4 separate regions of the Mus musculus genome follow, and regions 1, 3 and 4 are each linked to region 2. Evidence: chromatin contacts called from public HiCAR-type and HiChIP or PLAC-seq data. All regions are on one chromosome and are shown on one strand. Each heading gives the region's core, a stretch centred on a gene start, on an enhancer-like site or on the middle of the called end of the contact. The rest is flanking DNA. Distances are from core to core; before and after follow the strand shown. Region 1 holds the start of Tmem178 (transmembrane protein 178). Region 2 holds the start of Eml4 (echinoderm microtubule associated protein like 4). Region 3 holds the start of Sos1 (SOS Ras/Rac guanine nucleotide exchange factor 1). Region 4 holds the start of Map4k3 (mitogen-activated protein kinase kinase kinase kinase 3).

Region 1 (3,076 bases), core at 347-2,846, 2.4 Mb after region 2:
GATGGGGAAGGCCAGTATTAACCCCCTCCTTTCTCGGTAGTTCCATGGCAGGCTGTAATTCAATTTACATCTGTTCACTTGCTTCTAAATATTTTCAAATGGACTGACCTCGTACTTCCTTTTGGGAACAGTGAGTCCAAGGAAAAGAAGTTTATTTATTTGTTTTTCTCTCAGGGGACAAAAAATTCTACTAAGGTTTGATCTTTAGAAGTTAAAGGAATCACCACAAGAGAGGATTACAAAGAAAATATTCAAACTACCTGATTCCATACATAAGATAGGTGTTGCATAGATTCCAGAAGAGCAAAATGATGCTGTACCAACGCAAAGCCCAATAACAAAACAATAAAGACAACCTACAAAGTGTCACAACCATAAGAGCGTGGCAGGTAGAATCTCTGAGCGCAAGTCTACTTTCAAGGACTTGGCCCTTGGCTCTCCTCAGCTGCTTCCTAGACCCTGAGGAGGGTGGTCATCTGGAAGGTTGAATAATGAGTAAAGCCGGTGTCTTAGATCCCTTTAGCTGCCTTTACTAGTGAATTAGGGAATACGAAGTCCAATTCAAACAGATCCTGAACTTGGAGTGTTTGGAGGACAGACCTTCGCTCCCCATTCCAGGCTGGAATGCCACCTCGATTTAATGGTATACCAGCGAGCTCAATCCATGAGAAAGCCCTCTTTCCTTGTTCTGAGGTTTACACCTTGTCTCTTCCAAAGGGCACGTCTCAAAGGAAAATGCAAGTTGAGGAAAGGAACCCAGTTGAGAAAGATCAGTCTTTGTGGCTGTCACCCTCCCTGGGAACACTGTCAAGAAAATCCATATCTACACCCCGAGTCAGCCAGGCACAGACAGAGAAGGACCAGAGGAGAGAGTCTTAGGGAAGATAAAGAGACAGTGTGAGGGGTAAAACGGAGTCCAGGAAAATGGTAAAAGAAGGGTAGGATGAAGGAGCAAGGAAAGGGAGAAAGAAGAGTAGCTGGGGAAGGAAAGCAGGGAAGCAATCTGGAAGGGTGAAAAATGCGCGGGGCAACGGAGCGCAGCGACTGGAGAGGCGACCGCGGGGACCCGCGCGCCCCTGGGATGCCCGGGCTGAGCTCCGCGCGCGGACGTAGAGACGCGGGGCGCGCCCGCCGCTCACCTTTCAGGATGAGGGTGTCGATGTCCCGGTCGATGCCCAGAAAGTAGCACTTCCTCCAGAGGCCCGAGTAGGTGGCGAACAGTGGCCGGCCACACTCAGCGTCCAACCCGCCAAGCCCCAGAAGCGAGCGCCAGGACTCAGGGTCTGAGCGCCCGGGGCCGCCGGGGAGCAGCCGGCGCCCCAGGGGAGGCGAGTCCCGCAGCGGCAGGTGCGACAGCGGCATCAGGCGGTTCTTCTGATCCGGGGGGTCGGCGCCCGCGCGGCTGCGCTCGCAGCTCTCCTTGTGGCGCCGGGGGTCGGTCTCGTACCAGTGGTCGGTGAAGATGGCCGTGACGAGCAGCCCCAGGGAGCAAAGGCTGAGGCCGAGGCTTAGCGCCGTGACGAGCGCCCGTGGCTCCATGGCTTCCCGGCCAGCAGCCGCCGCCGGTGGGCTCGCCGCCGCCGCCAGACACAATGCACTTGGCCTCGGCGCTCCGCCGAGCGCCCTCCCTCCCTGCCACCTGCCCCGCACTCTCCCTCCCACGGCCGCCCGCCCGCCTCTCTCCCCCGCGGGAGCCTCCTCCCGCCCGGCCCCGCGCCCTCCCGCGCTCTCACTTTCCCGCGGCCCTCCCCCTAAGCCGGCTCCCCGCACTCCACAACCCACCCACCCGCTACCCCGGCCGATCACGCCCCTCGTCCCTCTCCCTGCTTCCAGCTCCCGCGGTCAGCCCCCTCTCTCCAGCCCCCTCTCCCTGCCTTCACCTCTGCTCTCCATCCTCCCTTTGCTCTCTATCCTCCTTTCTCCTCTTAACCCCGTCCCTACTTTCCCTTTACTTTTCTTCAACTCTTCCAGACGCTCTTTCCCCACTCGGGAGGGCCTTTGTGTCCCTGGCTCCTTCTGCCTTTATATACCTGCCTTGGATTCCAACCCTCTCTGCACCTACCCCTGCACACACCACCTCCGATCCTCTGTCCCTCCCACGACCTTACAAGACATCCACCAACATCAGGCTGGATCTTTGTCTCTTGTCCAAGTTGATTTTGATCACTGTCTCTGTTTTGCTCCCAGGAGCAAATCCCATCCTTGAACGCGTGTGGTTTTGACTCTTTAGACTCTTGATCTAGAGCAGCCAGCCTCTTTTCTAGACTTCCGAAGGATCCAATCTCAGAGACCTTGGCAGCTAGCTCAATAGCCCTGCTTCCCTCTCTCGGGCTCCTGGCAGCCTGGAACCCTTCTCTCTGCTCCAGCCCTGCTTCTGCAAGAAGATGCCCAGTGTCCCTGGAGCCACAGAACCACAGTCAGAGATAATAGCCGCCCACTTCATTCCTGCCTGTTCTGAGATGGACTTCTTTTTCTTGGGCTATCTCTACGCCTGAGTGACTGACCGTCTCCTGGATCAATACGGCCTTGCAGTGGCACCTGCTCTGCCAAGTGATTATTGCCTTTGAATAAAGCAAGCCCACCAGTGATAAATCAAAGTAATGATTTTCTCCTGTACTAGTTTTTTTTTTTCCTGGTGGTCATCGAGGGTCAACAACAAACCAGTGCTCTACACCGGTCAACATCTGAGGCTTTCTGCTTTTCCAGGGCTTTTCTGGAGTCACAGATGTTCACTCTAAAAATGGCAGGCAGGATCTTTCTAAAAGAGGAATCCTTGGGACCAAAGTACAGAGTGAATGATGCGCATGTATATTCTGCATGGCAAGGTGCCATACCCTGGTCCCACCTACACCCTTGGGGCCATGTCAGAGGCAGAAAACCATGCTGTACCAGTCCAGGACGGCTATCCTTATGCTCTGACACTATGAAATATTAATGACTGAAGAGATTATGAGGCATTCATTAGATGCTAAATGTCATTACTCCGTGCTTTAATGGGACTTATTAATTAGTGCCCCACGTCCGTTGGTATAGAGGTGGTTGATCTGCCTCCTATGGAATGGCATCTGTAACGGTG
Region 2 (3,237 bases), core at 598-3,097:
GATACCCAATCTGCATGTTAGCAGACACGCAGGCCAGTCTACTAGCCAGTATGAACTGGGGAAATGAACCCAGTCACAAAACCAAAAAAGAACAAATTAAGAGTTAATGCCTGGCTAAAAGGAGGCCGAGAAGGAAGTAACTTCACTATGTAAGGAATTACAAAACATCAAAGGTTAGATAATGGACAACAGGTGTCTTTGGAGAGAAAAGAACCACAATGCATTGCTCCTATTTTAGGATTTCCATTCTCAAAGCTGTATAACAACAATGATTTTTTTTTCCCCTCAAGAAAGTCAAGACCAAAATTGTGCCTTTACTATTTAACAACTGTAAGAGCCTGATGCTCTTCTGTTTACTTTTTAACTTTACTTTAAAAAAAAAATCCATCTAATCCCAATCTTGTGTGGGCAGATTAAAATATGGCTTAGTGCCAGATGGTTTGCTGATCAGTGAACATTAACTAACTAGAGATTTATTATCACGAAATGGAAAAAGAAAAGCATCCGACTATACACGCTACTACCACATAAACTAGTCAAATATACAAATCAAACCCAGTCGCTGGTATCACATAACCGCAGTATCAGCAAAAACAGAATCGTTTCTCTCACCGTAACACTGAAATCTCTACAGTAACTGGATTCCAGTGGCCTCAAAGAATAGCCATTCCAGACACAGGTACTGGTTACCCTGGAGTTCTGTTCCTCAAGTCAGTCACAACATTTAGCACCTGTACTCTGGTTAAATGGAACACTGAGAAAACACTTCAGCCAACAGGATACCCTATCCCTTTCTCTCCATTCCACAAAGACAGCATATTCCAAAAATGGAGAATCCTTTCTTTTCCGATTGAGGCCCCCTCTTATGGGTTCATTGGGCAGGATTACTTCTCTCCAGCACGCATGGAGAGCATACTTCTGCTTTCACTCTTAAAGAGGGTCCCCCAACACAGATGCGCCTCTTCCTTCCCTGTATTGAGTAGATGATAATGCTCTCCACCACTGCAAAACGTTCAGGGAAGTGGAGGGAAGCTGTCAGTTACTGAGGGCTACTTAATAAATCTTCAAATATAAAGACTGAAAGGGGTGACTCCAATCCAGAAGTGGGACTGGGGATTCCTACTCCCTCCGGAAAGGCTGCCCCAATCTTGCCTATCATTCCGTTTAAGTGGAGAGATGTACTCTGAGGGAGAGTCTGTATTTGATGAAGGGGTGCCCTGACTTTAACGGGGTGGGGGGGTCAGAAGAAGGTGCTAAGTGTACCGGGAGGGACGTAGCAGCGGCTGGAGGGTCGTTGAGGGGAAGGAGGGCCCCCGCACTGAAGGGGGCTCTGGGAAGAAGGGAGGGTCTGGAGGCGAGGGCTGCATGGGGGGAGGGGCCGCCCGTCCCGGAGGCGGCGGCGGGGCTGCAGCCTCGCGGGGACCATGTGCCGGGAGCGGCGGCCACCCGCAGGGGCAGCCCGGGGAGCAGGGCCCGCGGCGCGCGCGCGCGCAGGAAGCCGGGGTCCCGGGTTACGTACGAGGGGCGCGAGCCCGCGGCCGGACTCACCGAGGCTGCCGGCGAAACCGTCCATCTTGCGGGGACCGCGCCGGGCTCGGGGCTCAGCGGGGCGGGCGCTTCATTCAGCGCCCCGACCGTGCGGCGGCCGCGGGACCTGACCCGCCGGTTCTCAGCGTCGCCCGGCGCGGCTTCCGACTCCCGCCGCCGCCGTCCGCCGGTCAGCCCGTCAGCCCCGAGGGTCAGTCGGTCAATCAGGTTGAGAGCCGCGCCGCCCGCCGCCTGCCCGGCCTCTCTCCCTCTCTCTCTCTCTCTCCTAAGCCGCAGCCGTGAGCGCCGCGCCGCGCCGCGCCGCGCCCCGCCCCCGCGCCCGCGCGCAGCCACGGCTCCGCCCCCGCGCACGCCGTCACGCTTCCGATCCCGCCCCACGTGACGGAACGGGGCGGGGCTTCCCGCGACACGCCCCTCCCTCTCTGCCCTGCCTCCGCAGCCGCAGAGAACTCTTGAGAGTTAGGAGGCTATTGGCTGCTCTTGTGTTCCTGGCCCGGTTTCGCCACCAGGATTCTCCAGCCCGAAACTGGGTCTGAGTGGACGGGGCTCGTGGGTGTCCTGCTGCTAGAAAGCTGACCTGCACTGTGGGATTCTTTCCCTCTGGGAAGCCCGCGGAGCACAGTTCTAGAGTTCTTTTGAAGGGAGGTAACGAGGAGGCTAACGAGTGAGAGGAAAGATTCCCCTTCTTGGGGTTCCCCTCTCCTCTAGTCAGTGAGAATTCTAGGTAGAGACAAGACTTTTTGACCAGCCTGAGGCCATGTCTGCCACAACCGCAGGTTCTAGGACAGAGCACAAGCAAACAATGTTAATGCTGGATGAAAAGAGTTCGTCTTACCCAAGTCTTATGAGGAAAGTGCACGTAAAAGACTGGCTTGGCTTACTCTCCTTTTGTTCTTCCCATCAGGGCACAAAGCCACCGGATAGCCTATCAGGAAACTATAGCACAGACTATTAGTTTTTAAATAAACCTTAGTTCTAGGCTCAAATCTATGAAGTCACCTAACTAAATTTAGGCCTTGCTTTAATTTATTTGCAAATTCAAGTGCTAGACTGTACCTGAGGCTGACCTCTGGCACACGCATGCACAAGCACAACCAAAACTCATCCCATCTTCTTCAACCCTCTAATCTTTTATTATTATTATTTTATTTTTTAAAGATTTTTTTTAAATTTATATGGGTACACTGTCACCCGGTTACAGATGGTTGTGAGTCACCATGTGGTTGCGGGGAATTGAACTCAGGACCTCTGGAAGAGCAGTCAGGGCTCTTAACCGCTGAGCTATATCTCTCCAGCTCTCAACCCTCTGATTTTATCCTCTTTCCTTACAAAGACATTTGAATAGTTTAGGTCCCTTCTAGGTCGATGTGCAGATTAGAGTAACAAAAAACTGTAAGGTGTCTCAGAGACTAAATTAGATATACCTTTTAAAGTAGCTGGGTTAGGAAAAAAATAAGAATGTCTGTTAATAGAGTTGTAGGTTACAAGGAACAAATTGAAGTAAGGAGAGAAGAAATGGGGAACAACAACTGCCATGAAAAGAATTGACAGAATTAAATGGTTGAAAGGATTGTTAAACATCCTTGAAGGATACCTCTCCCCTTTGATGCCTTTTTAAACTTCTTTCCTAAGGGCCTGGGAGTGTACCTCGGTGACCAATTGTGCTTAGTAAATAGGAGGCACTGGGTT
Region 3 (3,411 bases), core at 19-2,518, 2.9 Mb after region 2:
ATTCCTCTGCCTTTCTCTTTAAAAAATTATATTTATCTTGTGTGTGGTGCACCTGCCATTGGCCATGTGTAGAGATCAGACGAACTTCTGGGAGTCAGTTTTTCTGCTCCCAGCGTTTGGGTATCTAAGACAGAACTTGGGTTCCCAGTCTTGGCTGCACCTGCTCTTTCCTGGCTGAGCCCTCCCACCAGCAGGTCTGCTGTTGTCTTACTACTCTGATGGTTAATGGATGGACTTCAAACTATTACTGAACACGTTCAAAATGAGGGGGACTTCTTTTTTTTTAAGATGCAAATCTGTACATGTATTATAAAAGGAAAGGCTTGTAGATTTCATTCAGATCCTAAGAGGTAGTCTAAAAGATGGTGGTTTCAAACATTTTTCATCTGTGAGATCTTGTTTATTGTACTACAAAACAGCATGGTTCTTCCAACTGTCTTCTCATCTATGAAATGAAAACTGAAAACTAAGACGTTTTACTAAGAAAGCGTTCAATGATAGAGCACATGTGCCACAGCGTTGCACAGTGCCACTACAGGAAGCAAGTCCATCCTTAGGATGGACGGACAATTCATAGATACTGCTTTTATAGCATTCTGTGATTTTCATATCTCTATCCTGGGTCCTGTACCAAGGCGAGGTGAGGGCTGGGGGGAAATCCCTCCCTTCCAGAAGCTAATTATCCAGTTGAAGCTATGAAAGATCCCAAGCAGGATGGACTAAATCCATAAATAAAAGCTTGTGGGTTTGAATAGACACATGATCAATAAATACTACACGTATGCGTTACGTCCTCATGGCATGGAAAGGCAGATGGAAACAGGCAATCTCTCCTCCCACTAGACAAACACTGAGCAGTCGGGCCTTTTGTTTTTTTTTTTTTTTTGTTTTGTTTTGTTTTGTTTTTGTGAGAGGGATCTATCTTTTGTGCAATCTGTTTAGTATACAGTGCATGCTCGGGGCACTCCTTATCTTCGTGCTGGGAACAAAGTACACACACCCCTTTTCTGAAACACAGGGCCTAGGATCTCCTAGAGCTGGATGGGCTCCCGGGCTGTGGGACCACACAAAAGGGGCGCTTCGCCTGCTCGCAGGCCCCCACACCCAGGTTCTCGGGTCGCGGGTTCGCCTTCAGGGTCCTTCAGCCCCGCCTCTGCGAGTGCCCTCCCCAGCCTCTGGCGCGCACCCCTCCTCATCCGCGGGCAGCCGGAAAACCCGGAGCGAACCGGCCCGGGCCAGCGGCGCATGCTCAGTTGCGAGCAGGTTCAGTTTGCTAGTAGGAAGCTCCGGCGCTACACCGGCGGCGGCAGCGGCAGCGGTAGCAGCAGCGGCGGCGACGGCCAAGCGGCCGGATTCCCCGGCAGCGACCTCGGGCCCTCCCCGTTCCCCACCGACCCCTGCTCCCGCTTCGTCCCGTTCTGGGCCTCTCGCTTGAGTTCCCCGCTGGCGAGCGGGCGCCACCGGCCGGAGCGTCCATCCACGCGCCGTCTCTCGGCGGGCCAGGCCGTGCCGGGGAGCGCAGCCCCGGCGGAGGGCGGCCCGGGGCGGAGCGGGGGGCCTGCCCCGGGGCGGTGGTGCGGGATGCCGCCGCCGCCGCCGCCGGGTTGCGTTGGCTCTCGGCGAGCGGCGCGCGTGTCGGGTGGGTGTCCGGCCGCGGGCCTCGCCCCCCAGACTCCTCGCCAGCGCTAGCCGGGCCGCGCGGCGCCCCGAGGGGGCCGGGCCGTGCACGGGCTGTGGCCCTTCTCCGCGCCGCGAGCCGCCGCCCCTCCGCCCGCCCCGAGGCGCCCCGCGGGCACCATGCAGGCGCAGCAGCTGCCTTACGAGTTTTTCAGCGAGGAGAACGCGCCCAAGTGGCGGGGGCTGCTGGTGCCTGCGCTGAAAAAGGTAGGGGCGCGGAACCCGCTTCCCGGCCGCAGTCCGCGCGGGGCTGGGCGAGGGTGGGGAGGCGGGGCGCCACTGTCGTCTTTCTTCCCGGTCTCGGATCTCGGGGAGGTCTGCTCGGGCTGCGAGGTTCCCCGCGTCCGCTGCTCCAGCTGTTGACACTCGCCCGGGGTGCGTGGGAAGGCCGCACACAGTCGGGGAGGGTTGGTCTGGATCATCCAAGCGCGGAGGCGGGGGTTGGAGGAGCCTCGGTTTTCCGTGGAGGTCAACGAAGGCCATTGCCTACCTTCTCGATCTTCCGAACTGCGGTCAACCTCTCGTTTTAGGAGTCCGGTACTCTCACTGGCTCGAAAGTGCCTTGGCCACAGTGCTTGCCTAAGTAATTGCGAGGTTGCCTGCCAGCAAGAACATGGCCTGCTCGGCTGTGCTCGTCCTCAGTCATAACTCCCCGTTTTCTTGACCCCCTCCCCCATTACAGCGGTGATGCACATGCCACTGTATTCAGATTGGTTCTTTTGAAGTGTCTGAGAATCTTTGAACGTCATTTGGTTTGGTGTTTTGCATCTTTTTATTTGGAAATGTTGCTACATTTTAAAAGCTTCTAAAGCAACTGTCTGTCCTTTGGTTAGGCATTTTGGATTTTTGTTTGCCAGTGGTTAAAGTTATTCGTGAATGTTGCTACATTTTAACAGCTTCTACAGCAACACTTAGTGACATAGTAAATACTGTACTAAGACATCTGAAACAGGTGTGCTTGAATGGATTTTAAAACAACCAGATTGGTTTTTGTTTTCATTTGCCTTACCTGTAGAAATTGTTTTACAATTTAATCTCCCATTTCTTGTTGCTCAGATGATTTTCGTGCTATCTTTGCTAAAATGCAGTTTTGTTACTACTGAGTACCTGGCGTTTACTGTGCCATTATGCAGAGCCTTTCTATTTTACCAGAAAGTCTTGAAAGGTATTTCATACTCCCAGAGGCCAGTACCTTTCAGTTTCTCGTCTGCCCTGTTCTCCCCTTCCCCTCTTGGTATGTTATGTGGAAACTGTTGGCTTTGTTGGAAGACTTTGCTTTTATCTTTCAGACTTAGGTTCCTGCGCTTTATCCTCAAGTGTCTCCCTACTTACAAACCTCTGTATGTTTTCTAAGAAAATCAAAGAGACCACCTTGTTGTGCATCCTTAATGACTCCATGAGACTTCAGTCCATTTCTACATTGGCTTTACCTGCACAATTGCCTGCTTAGCTTGGAGAATTGGAGAAGAATGCCTCATGATGCTAGAAGTTTGGTATTTTGACAGGACAGGATGAAGACAAAAAATTGATTTATATGTACAAAAGCTCTCATAGAACCAGTTTGAGGTATATGGCTTAAAAGCAATAGCTCCTATTCTAAGGAAACCTCCAAAATAACACTCGAGGCTCCTTTAGAATGGTAGACAGAGCATTGTAGAAGTTGGCAGACTACTCTAACTTGCCACTTGGGTGGTCCTTGCTGAAATCTATTTTGTGTGGCTGGCATTGTGGATT
Region 4 (3,051 bases), core at 95-2,594, 2.6 Mb after region 2:
AGACAAACAGTTCTCCGCCCACAGCACAGGCAGAAGGCAGGCCTGCTCCTCAGCCCCTGCAAGTGCCTTCCACCGGGAGGAAGCGGGGAAAACCATGCCTCGTCCCGAGGAGCTCAGGATAGCACAGCCTTAAGGTTTATCCTCAATTAATCCTGTGACGTGCACTCCTGGGGCAGAATTGCAACCCTGTCACAATCTGATGCTTTGGGATAACTAAAGTGCTTGGATGACTCCACGTATGGTTTGGAGCACACAATTTGGGAATTTAGTCAATAGGTAAGTTTACTGTAAGTAACATGATAGAAAGGTTTTAAGGTTTGATGAGACCAAGTTTCTGAGAAGGAATTGGACATTAAGGCACATTAGTCTTTAGGTCCCTAAAGAGATTAGAAAAGCATTTTTAAAGCAAAATATCCAACAGAGCGCCAGAGTGGACCTCGCTACAGCTTTTGGAAATGGGTAGTAGTTAAGTTTACTAAGAACTCAACATTGACCCTTCCACTGCCTAAGTCCTTTCTTAGCTAACTTTTAGCAGTCTGGACGTAATGCTGGTTATCTGGATCTTATGCTGGGTGGAGCTCTGGGCAGGTAATGTCGCGGCTACGTAGCTTCCGGATGGTCACGTGTTTACATTTCAGGTGTGGGAATAGATCCCTGTCCAGGCCACACCCTCTGCAACCACCCTCGTCTCAGGGTTGTCAGACAGCTTGCGTAGTCCCCGCCCCGGGCTTTGAAAAATCCAGCCTTCTCCCTGGACAGAGGTCAATCACGGCTTTGGTTCTGCACTGCTTCCCGCCCACTCCCTCCACGGATTTCTCCCCGCCCCTTGTTCTCTCTGCACCCCTGTCAAGCCAACCCCAAGAGCCCAAGTGTCACTGTCCCCCGAGGGTCTTTCTCACCTTTCTGATGGGGACCTCCTCCCCTAAACCTAGAAGAAAGGGTCGGGGCTCTCGGATGTACTTGCTCTTAGAAAGTTGGGGAATACCGTCTTGTGCGTGGCAACTACTACCTGCTGGGGCTGGGGCTGGGACCACAAGCAGCGAGTCCAACTTTGTTACCCGGAGTCTGGCGCGTCCGGCGTGTCCCGACCGGGCGCGCGAGCCGGGGGCGCGCAGGGCCCGCCGGGAGCGCGCGGCCTCCGGGATGGCGGCTGCGCAGTGGCGAGCGGGGCCGGGAACCGGAGGGAGGGCGTGCGGGCGGGCGGAGCGGAGCGGCGGGCGGAAGCCATGTTGGAACTGCACCCCGAGCGAGGGGCTGCGGGCGCGCTCCTCTCCTGGTGGGTGTGACCCGGCTCGGCGCGGCGGCGGGGGGCGGGGACGCCGGGCGGCTCGTCGTGGTCGGCGGCGGCCGCGGCGTGCAGCCGGGCGATTGTGACCGGCGGCGGAGCCGGGCCGGCCGCGGGCGCTCCCTCCGTGCGGCCCCCGTGAGCGCCCCCCCTCCCCGGGCCGGGAGGGAGGTGGGGGGCACCCGGGGCCCGCCATGAACCCGGGCTTCGATCTGTCCCGCCGGAACCCGCAGGAGGACTTCGAGCTGATCCAGCGCATCGGCAGCGGCACCTACGGCGACGTCTACAAGGTGAGGGCAGGGGCGGCCGAGCCGGGGCCTGCGCCGCGGGGGACGGAACAAAGAGGCAGGCGTGGGGACCTCAGCCCTCGGCGTCCTCGCCGGAGCTGTGCCCGGGACGCGCGGGTCTCTGACCCTCCCAGGCTCTCCTGCGTGCAGTCCCGGGAAGGGCTGCGGCCGGAGCCGCTGCGTTCCTGGGAGGGCGGAGCGGGGCTGGGCGCTTGTTGCCTGGGCAGGGTCTGTGTGACGAACCCCGGTGCTGGGGCTTGGCGCTTGACAAACCTACGTGCCTCTCCGGGACCTGGGATCATAGGCCCCGGTGGCTGGGAGCTACTGTCCGCCCGGGCCTGCTGGATCTGTCCTAACGCTGGGCAGCCTCCATCGACAGCTTAGCCTTTAGCCTCTTAACATCTGCCCGTGCTTTAGCCTTTAGCCTCTTAACATCTGCTTGTCAGTTCCTTGTAATTTTCCAAGTAGTCATGTTTTGTAAAAAGAGATGGGTTTTTGGAGGCAAGACAGCAACTTCGAGGTTTTTTTTTTTTCCTCCAAAAAGAATTGGATAATGGGGTTTGTTTTTGTCAGTGACACATAGGAATCAGATATTTTTCCTTTTCTTTTTCTTTCTTGTGTGTGTGTGAGAGTCGAGTATCTAGGAAGAGTATTGGTTTGACAAGGTTAGAATTCAGAGCTCCTTAGCAGGACAGCGTTTCTGTTGCAGAGGGATCGCTTCTAAATGTGGGAGGATAAATCGTTCTTCCCTGGCCAGTAAAACTCTTGGCCTCGCGGAGTCTGCCAAGAAGGGAGGCGGATAGTGCCAAAGGTGGCAGCAGTCTTGATTTAGTTGCCTATCTACTTACATGGTAACTGAAGTTGGGCTCCTGTTTTCCAGAACACCTGAGGATGCCCAGAGTATGACTTGGAAAGTTTAGTTTTCACTTTATTTTTGCCCACGCTAAAGCAATGGGCTTTTTATTCTTGCCTCAATGGAACGCATAAGGTAAGTTAGCCAATACCTCAGGTCTTTTGTGAGTGATCTGCTTGGCTTTTGTGAATGATCACATAGCACCACACTTTCCTCTGTTGACAAAGGTGTGTGGAGCATAACTCCAGTGTATAACTTAGCAGCCACGTGTTGATGAACTAAAGACAGGAATGGACCCAGATTTATTTGAAGTCTTTTTTTTTTTTTTTCCTGGACAAGAACAGCATTAAACAGCAGAGTTTCACTTCATTCCAGTCGTATTCTGTGTAGAGAGGACGTCAAGGGTCTGGCAAAGGTTGCTAGCACAGAACAAGAGGGCTGGGTTTGTCCCCCCTCCAGTCTGGCAGCTTCTAGCCAAGATCTGGAAGATGATAAGGCCTTGCTCAGGGCAATGGTGAGAGGGGACGAAGCCACGTAGAGGGGTCATGATCCGAAGGCCACAGACACCAGTGTGAAGCTGAGAAAGACGGAACCTGAGCAGCCACAGGGATCCTGGATGTGGACCC

What was found. HiCAR-type assays count read pairs that join an accessible place to other places. HiChIP or PLAC-seq counts read pairs in DNA pulled down with a chosen protein or histone mark.
Region 1: a contact with region 2 is called in a HiCAR-type map of astrocytes, with 4 times the contacts expected there. The contact joins the promoter of Tmem178 here to the promoter of Eml4 in region 2.
Region 3: a contact with region 2 is called in a HiCAR-type map of astrocytes, with 4 times the contacts expected there. The contact joins the promoter of Sos1 here to the promoter of Eml4 in region 2. A contact is called at or near these places in 1 of 484 Hi-C or Micro-C datasets (embryonic stem cells) and 3 of 115 datasets of contacts at active chromatin or transcription factors (astrocytes, embryonic forebrain and embryonic stem cells).
Region 4: an H3K27ac HiChIP or PLAC-seq map of extraembryonic endoderm stem cells shows a contact between it and region 2, with 12 times the contacts expected there. The contact joins the promoter of Map4k3 here to the promoter of Eml4 in region 2. A contact is called at or near these places in 1 of 39 promoter capture datasets (liver) and 5 of 115 datasets of contacts at active chromatin or transcription factors (astrocytes, embryonic stem cells, extraembryonic endoderm stem cells and 1 more).

What each region holds. Positions count from the first base shown.
Region 1 is chr17:80,943,152-80,946,227 of GRCm38.p6, reverse strand. Tmem178 (transmembrane protein 178) reads right to left here and starts at 1,596. Exons shown (of 4, transcript NM_026516.2): 1 at 1,140-1,596. The coding sequence starts at 1,539.
Region 2 is chr17:83,349,551-83,352,787 of GRCm38.p6, reverse strand. Eml4 (echinoderm microtubule associated protein like 4) reads right to left here and starts at 1,847. Exons shown (of 23, transcript NM_001379374.1): 1 at 1,549-1,847. The coding sequence starts at 1,573.
Region 3 is chr17:80,478,310-80,481,720 of GRCm38.p6, reverse strand. It overlaps Sos1 (SOS Ras/Rac guanine nucleotide exchange factor 1), which reads left to right and starts at 1,268. Exons shown (of 22, transcript NM_009231.2): 1 at 1,268-1,884. The coding sequence starts at 1,798.
Region 4 is chr17:80,726,318-80,729,368 of GRCm38.p6, reverse strand. Map4k3 (mitogen-activated protein kinase kinase kinase kinase 3) reads left to right here and starts at 1,344. Exons shown (of 34, transcript NM_001290345.1): 1 at 1,344-1,575. The coding sequence starts at 1,480. It also overlaps the pseudogene Gm9959.